Linked DNA regions of Sus scrofa: region 2 is linked to region 1. The links are chromatin contacts, called in public HiChIP or PLAC-seq maps. All regions are on one chromosome and are shown on one strand. Each heading gives the region's core, a stretch centred on a gene start, on an enhancer-like site or on the middle of the called end of the contact. The rest is flanking DNA. Distances are from core to core; before and after follow the strand shown. Region 1 holds the start of EEF1A2 (elongation factor 1-alpha 2). Region 2 holds the start of UCKL1 (uridine-cytidine kinase-like 1).

Region 1 (3,290 bases), core at 616-3,115:
TTTACTAGTTAGTTGTACTGCGCAGTGCTTAGTCACCTAGCGCTGTTGGTGTGTCAGGAGGGGCCTCACACCTCCCTTTGTCTCAGCACCTGTGGTGGCCCAGCTGAGGACGCATGGCTGTGTCCCTGGAGGCCCTTTGGAGAAACCGCTGGGGACCTCTCCCCACGGTTGGCGAAGAGGCCCTTGGTGGATGCACGGTCCTCCAGTGGTGGCCACTGCTCTGGGCTCCCCTGGCATGGGCACCGCAGTGGATTTGGCTCCTTCCAGCTGCCAGCTGTGGGTGAGCCAGGAGCCCAGCCCTGAGCCAAGGTGTCTGATAAACACCCTGAGGCTGCGGGCGGTTGCTGGGCCCTCAGGGAAGCTGGGGTGGTGCCCGCAGGGACCTGCGCCTCCTGCCTCTGTGGTCTGACCCATCCCAGCCTCAGCCAGTCCCAGCAGCTCCCAGATCCCACCAGCCTTCAGCAGGAGGGGGGCCAGCGAGGTCGGGTGGGGGTGGGGTGGGTGCGCTTTCTCCACAGGCGTTTATTTTTAATTCCTGGCTCCTGTTCGATGGTATCAGCAGCTCACAGAAGTGCCTGGTCACCTGCGGGCTGCTCGTCCGCCCCGGCCTGGGGGACAGACACAGGGACAGCTGGGCAGGAGGGCCCCTCCCCCCACTCCCCAGAGAGACCCTCCCCGCGCTACCGCCTCGAGCCCCTCTTTCTTTCCTGATCTGCTGGGGTCCCGTCTTTCTGGCTCCCTGCCGGCACTGCCCCATCGGGATGTGCTGGGTGCCCGGCCCTGCTCTCACCCTCCCCTCACACATTTTTTGAGATCCTGCCCGACCTTCTCCCAGCTCCGTGGTTACAGAGATGAGCAGCTGCGAGTGCCCTGGGGGTCTGCGGCAGATGGGAGACTCGGCCATGGGCGACGGGGTCGTGGGGGGTGAACTGACAGGGCAGACGTTCCTGGAAGAGGGTCCACAGGCGAGCTCCTCGCTGCCTCATCCCCCTGCGGCTGGGGCGGGAGGCCGGGCAGGCCTCGGGGCCACAGCCCGGGACTCTGTGAGCTGAAGTGTGTCACTGGCCTACCTCATGCCCTGCGAGCCGCTGGGGCACACCCTGCGGGCGCCTGCGAGCTCTGGGGATGGAGCTCAAGCGCCTCCCCCACTGAGGGGGCCCCAGGGCAGGAAAGAGTTCTTTCCAGGGTCTCAGAGAAGGGTGGTCTGAGTGGATCTGCTGACAGAGCCTCAGGCCCCTTGGCCAAGCTGAAGGGAGCCCTAAGGCCACAGCACTCGGGCCACACCACGGGCCGGGCCGGGCCTGGCACAGAGATGCCTGGCTTTGGGGGCCTTCTAGGGCGAGCTGGTGTGGCAGGCCTATGGGGGCAAGGCCCCTGGGAACCAGCAGATCCCGGGGTCCCACCAGGAGGGCCTGCACCCCCGGGGCAGAAGCCTGGGGACACTGCTCCATTTGTAAATCAGGCTCCAAGCACGTGCACGGCCAGTGCTGGCCCCAGGGATGCAGGCTGGGGGCCGCCCAGACTCCCCACCCGGCGAGTCTGGCCCGCTCCGCCCCTGCCCCCACCGGCTCGCATCCCTGCGCCCTTCTTCTATGACTGGGGGGTCTTTCTGCTTCTCTCCCCGCGCGGGAGTGTGCCCGAGCCTGCGGTCTCAGGCTGCGCTTTGTCCGTGCTCTGCCTCTGGCTGTGGGTCTCTCCCGCCGCCACTCTCCGTCTCTGCCCCTCCTCCCTTCTGCCTCCCTCTCGGGTCCCCTGCTCTCTGCAGCCGCCGCCTGTTTTTCTCTCCCCGCCCGGGCTCCCTCCGGGTGCGTCTCGGCTCCGCCTTTGTAGTTCGCTCCCTCGCCGCATCCTCCTCTCGCGTCCCTGTCGCGCCCGCGCGCGTCCGCGGGCTCGCGGTCCCTGTATCCCTGCATCCCTCGCCTCGCCGCCCCCGGCCCCGCCCGCGCGGGTACCGCATTGCCGTACTGCAGGGGCGCAGTGCATTGCGCCTGCTCCGTCAATAGGTGGACCCCCCTCCCGGAGAGATAAAACCGCCGGCGCCGGCGCCTCCAGTCCCTCTGGCTGAGACCTCGGCTCTGGGTAAGGACGCTGGGCCTCCGGGTCCCCGCCCCCAGCTTTCTGCAGGAGGGTCCCTTCCCCGGGGACCGGTCCTTAGGGACAGAGACCGGCCGGCCCGGTGCCTGGCACAGCAGCGCTGCTCGCCGCGGAGATCGACCACCCGCCCCGCGCCCCGGGTCCCGGCACCGGGGGTCGGTCCCCTGAGAGGCCTGGGGTGGGGTGGGGGCACCCCGGTGGCGCTTGTTTATGCGGCGGCTGCGCACCTCCTGGGCGGCGGCGATCCGCGGCAGCCGTGACCTTGGGAAGGCTCGGGGGATCCCTGTGGGATTGGGGAAGGGTCCTCAGCGCGGGGGGCTGGGGGGCTGCTGAGGGTGGGCGCTGGGGGTGCCCTCCTTGACCATAGCAGGGTAGGGGGAGGCGGTGAGAAGAGACCCGAGGGGTCCTTGCCACCCTGCCCCCACCGGGGCTGCTGTGTCTACCTGGGGCTGGCCCCCTAGGGTGCCCCTTTTTTGCCCGCTTTCCCTTCCCCAGCCACCTGTCCCCTCCTGGGCTGCCTAGGTTTCTCCTTTGACCTCCAGAATGGGCAGGGGCTGTGACCCTGTCAGCAGAGGAAAGGGGGAGGGGATGGCCCCCTGTCCCCACCAGGCTGAGGGCATCCCTGGCTGGCATCTGCTGAGCTTGGCTGCCGGGGCCAGATCCTCCCTCCTCAGGACAGAGCAGGGACCCCCACCCGCCTGCCCTACTGTCCACCCTGTCCCCATCCAGGGAGGGCCTGAGCTATTCTGGGGCCCTGATCTGGGCACCGCATCACCCAGCCTGAGCTCTGGCCCAGCCTGCTCCCTGGTGCCAGCCTGCCCGGCAGGGACGAGCCGAAGATGGCGTCGTCCTTGTTAGAGGGAGTGAAAAGCACTGACCGTCTCTCCGTGTGGCAGCTCTGGGGTGGGGGTGGGGTGAGAGAGGGGACAGTGTCCCAGCCCAGGACTCTGGGTCGGGGAGCAAGCACTGGGGACAGGGCACGGAGAGCCGAGCAGGGTGAGTCATCTCCTGACTGGTCATGGGGCTCACCCAGCCTGGGTGTCTCCATCTCTCCAGATGGGGGGGTGCCTTCTTTCACGGGGCACGGGGCGGGGGGGGGGCTCTGTGGGCACCGCACAGACATTTACGGCTCTTGGACCGTGTGGGGCTGCCCCCCAGCTCTGCGGGGCAGGCACAGGCTGGGGAGGCTCCCGGGG
Region 2 (3,117 bases), core at 89-2,588, 270 kb before region 1:
CTCCACGCCTCTGCTGGGGATGGCCACCTGCCCCGGCCTCTCAGGTACTTGGCCCTTGGGGAGTGGGGGCTGGTTTTGGCAGGGGGATGAGTTTCACTGTCACCCCCGAGGTCCAAGTGTGGTCCCTGGCATGGGGACCCCGCCGGATGTGTGGGAAGAGGTGGGGTGCTGGGTAACTTGATGTTTAGCACTTTAACCCCCTTCTTGGTCTTTAAGGTGGGCCTGGGGACTGCCGCCAGAAGTGGCTGCTGGGCCAGACCGCTTTCTTCCCCTCTTTCCTCCCTGCTTCCCACACTCTGGCTGGTGGATGGCAGTGGCAGGCTGGTTACAGAGCCCTCCTCCCATGGTGCCAGAGCCCTGGGCAGCTCAGCAGCATCTGCCCACTTCTCACTCTGGTGGGAGTGCAGCCAGGTAGCCTCCTGGCCTTGACTGAAACCTTCAGTGAGAGGGACCAGAGCGGCAGGCAGCCCCTACCCCGGTGCAGGGGGCATGGACCCTGCCTGAGACCCAAGCCCAGGGCACAATGCCAGGTCCCTTTCTGAAGATCTACCTCTGGCCCAGCCTCCCCCCCTTGCCCTGAGAACAGGAAACGGTTAACTCAAGGGACTGACACTTCACACAAAAATAGGATGCACTTTTTTGCTCATGCAAGGGCAGATGAGTGTCCCCCGGTGTGACTGGTGGTCTTCCCAGCTGTAGCCCCACTCCTGTCCCTCTGGTTTGGAAGGGAAAGAATGGGTGCACCCTGACCGCAGAGGGGAGGGCTGTCCCTGTGTGTCCCCAGTGGGTCCCGGGCAGTGGGCCTGCAGGCCTGGGGTTCTGGGACAGCCAGCACCTCCTGCCTGGCAGCCACACATCCTGTACTTTGGGTTTCTTGGTTTGGGTTTTTTAATGCCAGTTCTCCGTAATAAGTGCATTTCGAAAGAGAGGTTCCAGCTATCACTTGTAACCATATATATACATATATATTCTATCTACAAAGTGTTTATTTGCAAGATGTTTTGACGGTGAGCTTGGGCCCTGCCCGCCTTGTGACCATCTGTCCCCGGTCCTCGTCCCCGCTCTCCGGCCCGAGTGGCGCGGGGGCGGGCCATCAACTGTATGTATTAAAAATGACTGTATCAAATAAATGTTTATTAATTTTTTTTCCAGGGGTTTTGTGCGGCTGAGTTTGTGGGAAAGCGCGCGTTGGGAGTCTTCCCCGGACGCCGGCCGCGCAGCCTCGTGGAGCTTGCGGTCCATGAGGCGCGCGCGGCCTCGTGGGACTTGTAGTCCGCGGGGCGCGCTGGCGGGCGCGCGGCGCGGGGCCCGAACCACAGCTCCCGGCAGCCTGCGCGGCCAGCCCCGAGCCCCGCCCCGCCCCGTCCCGCCTCGCACGCGGAGAGGGCCCGGAGCTCATGGCTGCGCCCCCAGCCTCGGCCGACGCCCCCGGCCCAGCCCCGCCGCCCCCCGCGGCTGGAGACCGGCCGGAGCGGCCGGAGGGGAAGAGCGAGACCCCGTGCGAGGACCGGTAGGCGCGGCGCGCCCCTCGCGTGCCGTGGGAGGGGCGGCCCCGGGAGCCAGATCTGGACCAGTGGAGGGTCTCCGGCGCCTGGCTGGAGCGGGCCCGCGCGGACGGCCGCGGGAAGGGGCCCATGGGCAGGGCCCGCGTGGGGCCTTGGTCTGTCCCCAGTGGAGGGGGCAGCGGGCCAGCGAGCGCCTGGGCTGGGCTGCGCGCTTACCGGGCGCTCCCCAGGTCCCCAGTTTGTTCCGACCCCGCACGGACTCGGCCCTGCCCCATCGAGGCCAGAGGTCAAAATGCTGGTCAGGACGGAGCACCGTGCCCGGGGACCCTCAGGCTCTGGGGGCCTTCCAGGGGGTGCGTTTGTCACCTGGCTGGGGAGGTGGCTCCCTCTTGGAGCCTCCAGGGCCAGGCCCCAGGGTGATGGTGGATCTGTGCTCAGGGGAGGGGTGGCTGGCTCCTCTCTTCCGGGTTTGAACCGTCCTGAGGGCCAGGGCCAGCAGTGGCCACAGGCTGGAGCCAAACGAAACCTCCCCAGCCAGGCGCCTGGTCCCGGAACTTGCTGTGGTCTGGACTCCACGGCATTGTGGGTGCTGCCAGCAGAGCCGCTGGACAGGCAGGCAGAGGAATCAGGGGCGAGCTGCTGGGCGGGGTAAGGCTCCCTGAGCCTCAAGGAGCTTGTTGTGTCCCTGTAGACACACCCTCCCAGTGAGCAGTGACTCAGAGCTGGGCAGGGTGATAACGTCCTGAGTTGTCATGCCTGCTGGTCCCGGAGAACCTGATTTAGCCCGAGACCAGGTAGTCTCTGCCTACAGACACGGATTGGTACAGAGACCACACATCTCGGCGCTGGGGAAGCAATGGGCTTCCCGTCCTCAGAGCAGGGTCCCCAGGGAACAGGGGAGGGCAGCCAAGATGCTTGGGCTGTAAGCCTAGACCCATGGCATCTCACAGAGCCCCTTCGAGTCTGCCCTGAGCTGCCTCTGGACCTCATGCGGGCTTACTCTCTCCATGCTACCTGCCTTCTGTGTGATGTGGTGTTTCTCAAGCATGTACCCTCAACCCCCCCCAGTCCCTACACGCCCCCCCCCGCCGAGGGCCCCTGAGCTGGCTCTAGTCGGTGTCCAGTTGTATGTGCAGGTGCCTCTGAGCCAAGGCTCTCCCCGGCCATGATTCCAGCTTTTCCCACATCGTCGAGGCTGCACTGGTGTGGTCAGCCCACCTGGCTCTGGTTTCTTGTCTGTGTGCCCTTCTGGAAGGTCTCCCAGGAGGACTGGACCTTGGACTCCCTTTGCATCTGACGGTCGTAGCAGTGCGCCCCTCAGGCTGCCTCCTGGTGTGGTCCTGGTGGGCTGGGGCCTCCCTCTGGGAGTGGAGGAGCCTGGGTGCTCTTGCTCAGAGCAGTGGAAGCAGGGGATCCTGTAGTGCGATGTCCACGGGGTAGGGTGGGGTGGAGTCAGCGCAGGTCCCTGGAGCCTGCTTCTCCCATTTCGGGCTGCGGCCTCCCAGCCCCACAGCCCTCTGTCTGCCCTGAGATCTCTGTCCCTGAGCCAGTCTGGGACCCCCGGGCCAGGCCCCAGGGAGCAGCTCCTCCCTCCTCTGGCCTGGTTTCACTC

What was found. HiChIP or PLAC-seq counts read pairs in DNA pulled down with a chosen protein or histone mark.
Region 2: a contact with region 1 is called in an H3K27ac HiChIP or PLAC-seq map of skeletal muscle. The contact joins the promoter of UCKL1 here to the promoter of EEF1A2 in region 1. A contact is called at or near these places in 2 of 47 Hi-C or Micro-C datasets (retroperitoneal adipose tissue and skeletal muscle) and 2 of 2 datasets of contacts at active chromatin or transcription factors (alveolar macrophages and skeletal muscle).

Annotation. Positions count from the first base shown.
Region 1 is chr17:62,524,954-62,528,243 of Sscrofa11.1, reverse strand. EEF1A2 (elongation factor 1-alpha 2) reads left to right here and starts at 1,865. Exons shown (of 8, transcript XM_021077778.1): 1 at 1,865-2,079.
Region 2 is chr17:62,794,617-62,797,733 of Sscrofa11.1, reverse strand. UCKL1 (uridine-cytidine kinase-like 1) reads left to right here and starts at 1,338. Exons shown (of 16, transcript XM_021077630.1): 1 at 1,338-1,510. The coding sequence starts at 1,398. ZNF512B (zinc finger protein 512B) reads left to right here. Exons shown (of 18, transcript XM_021077622.1): 18 at 1-1,151.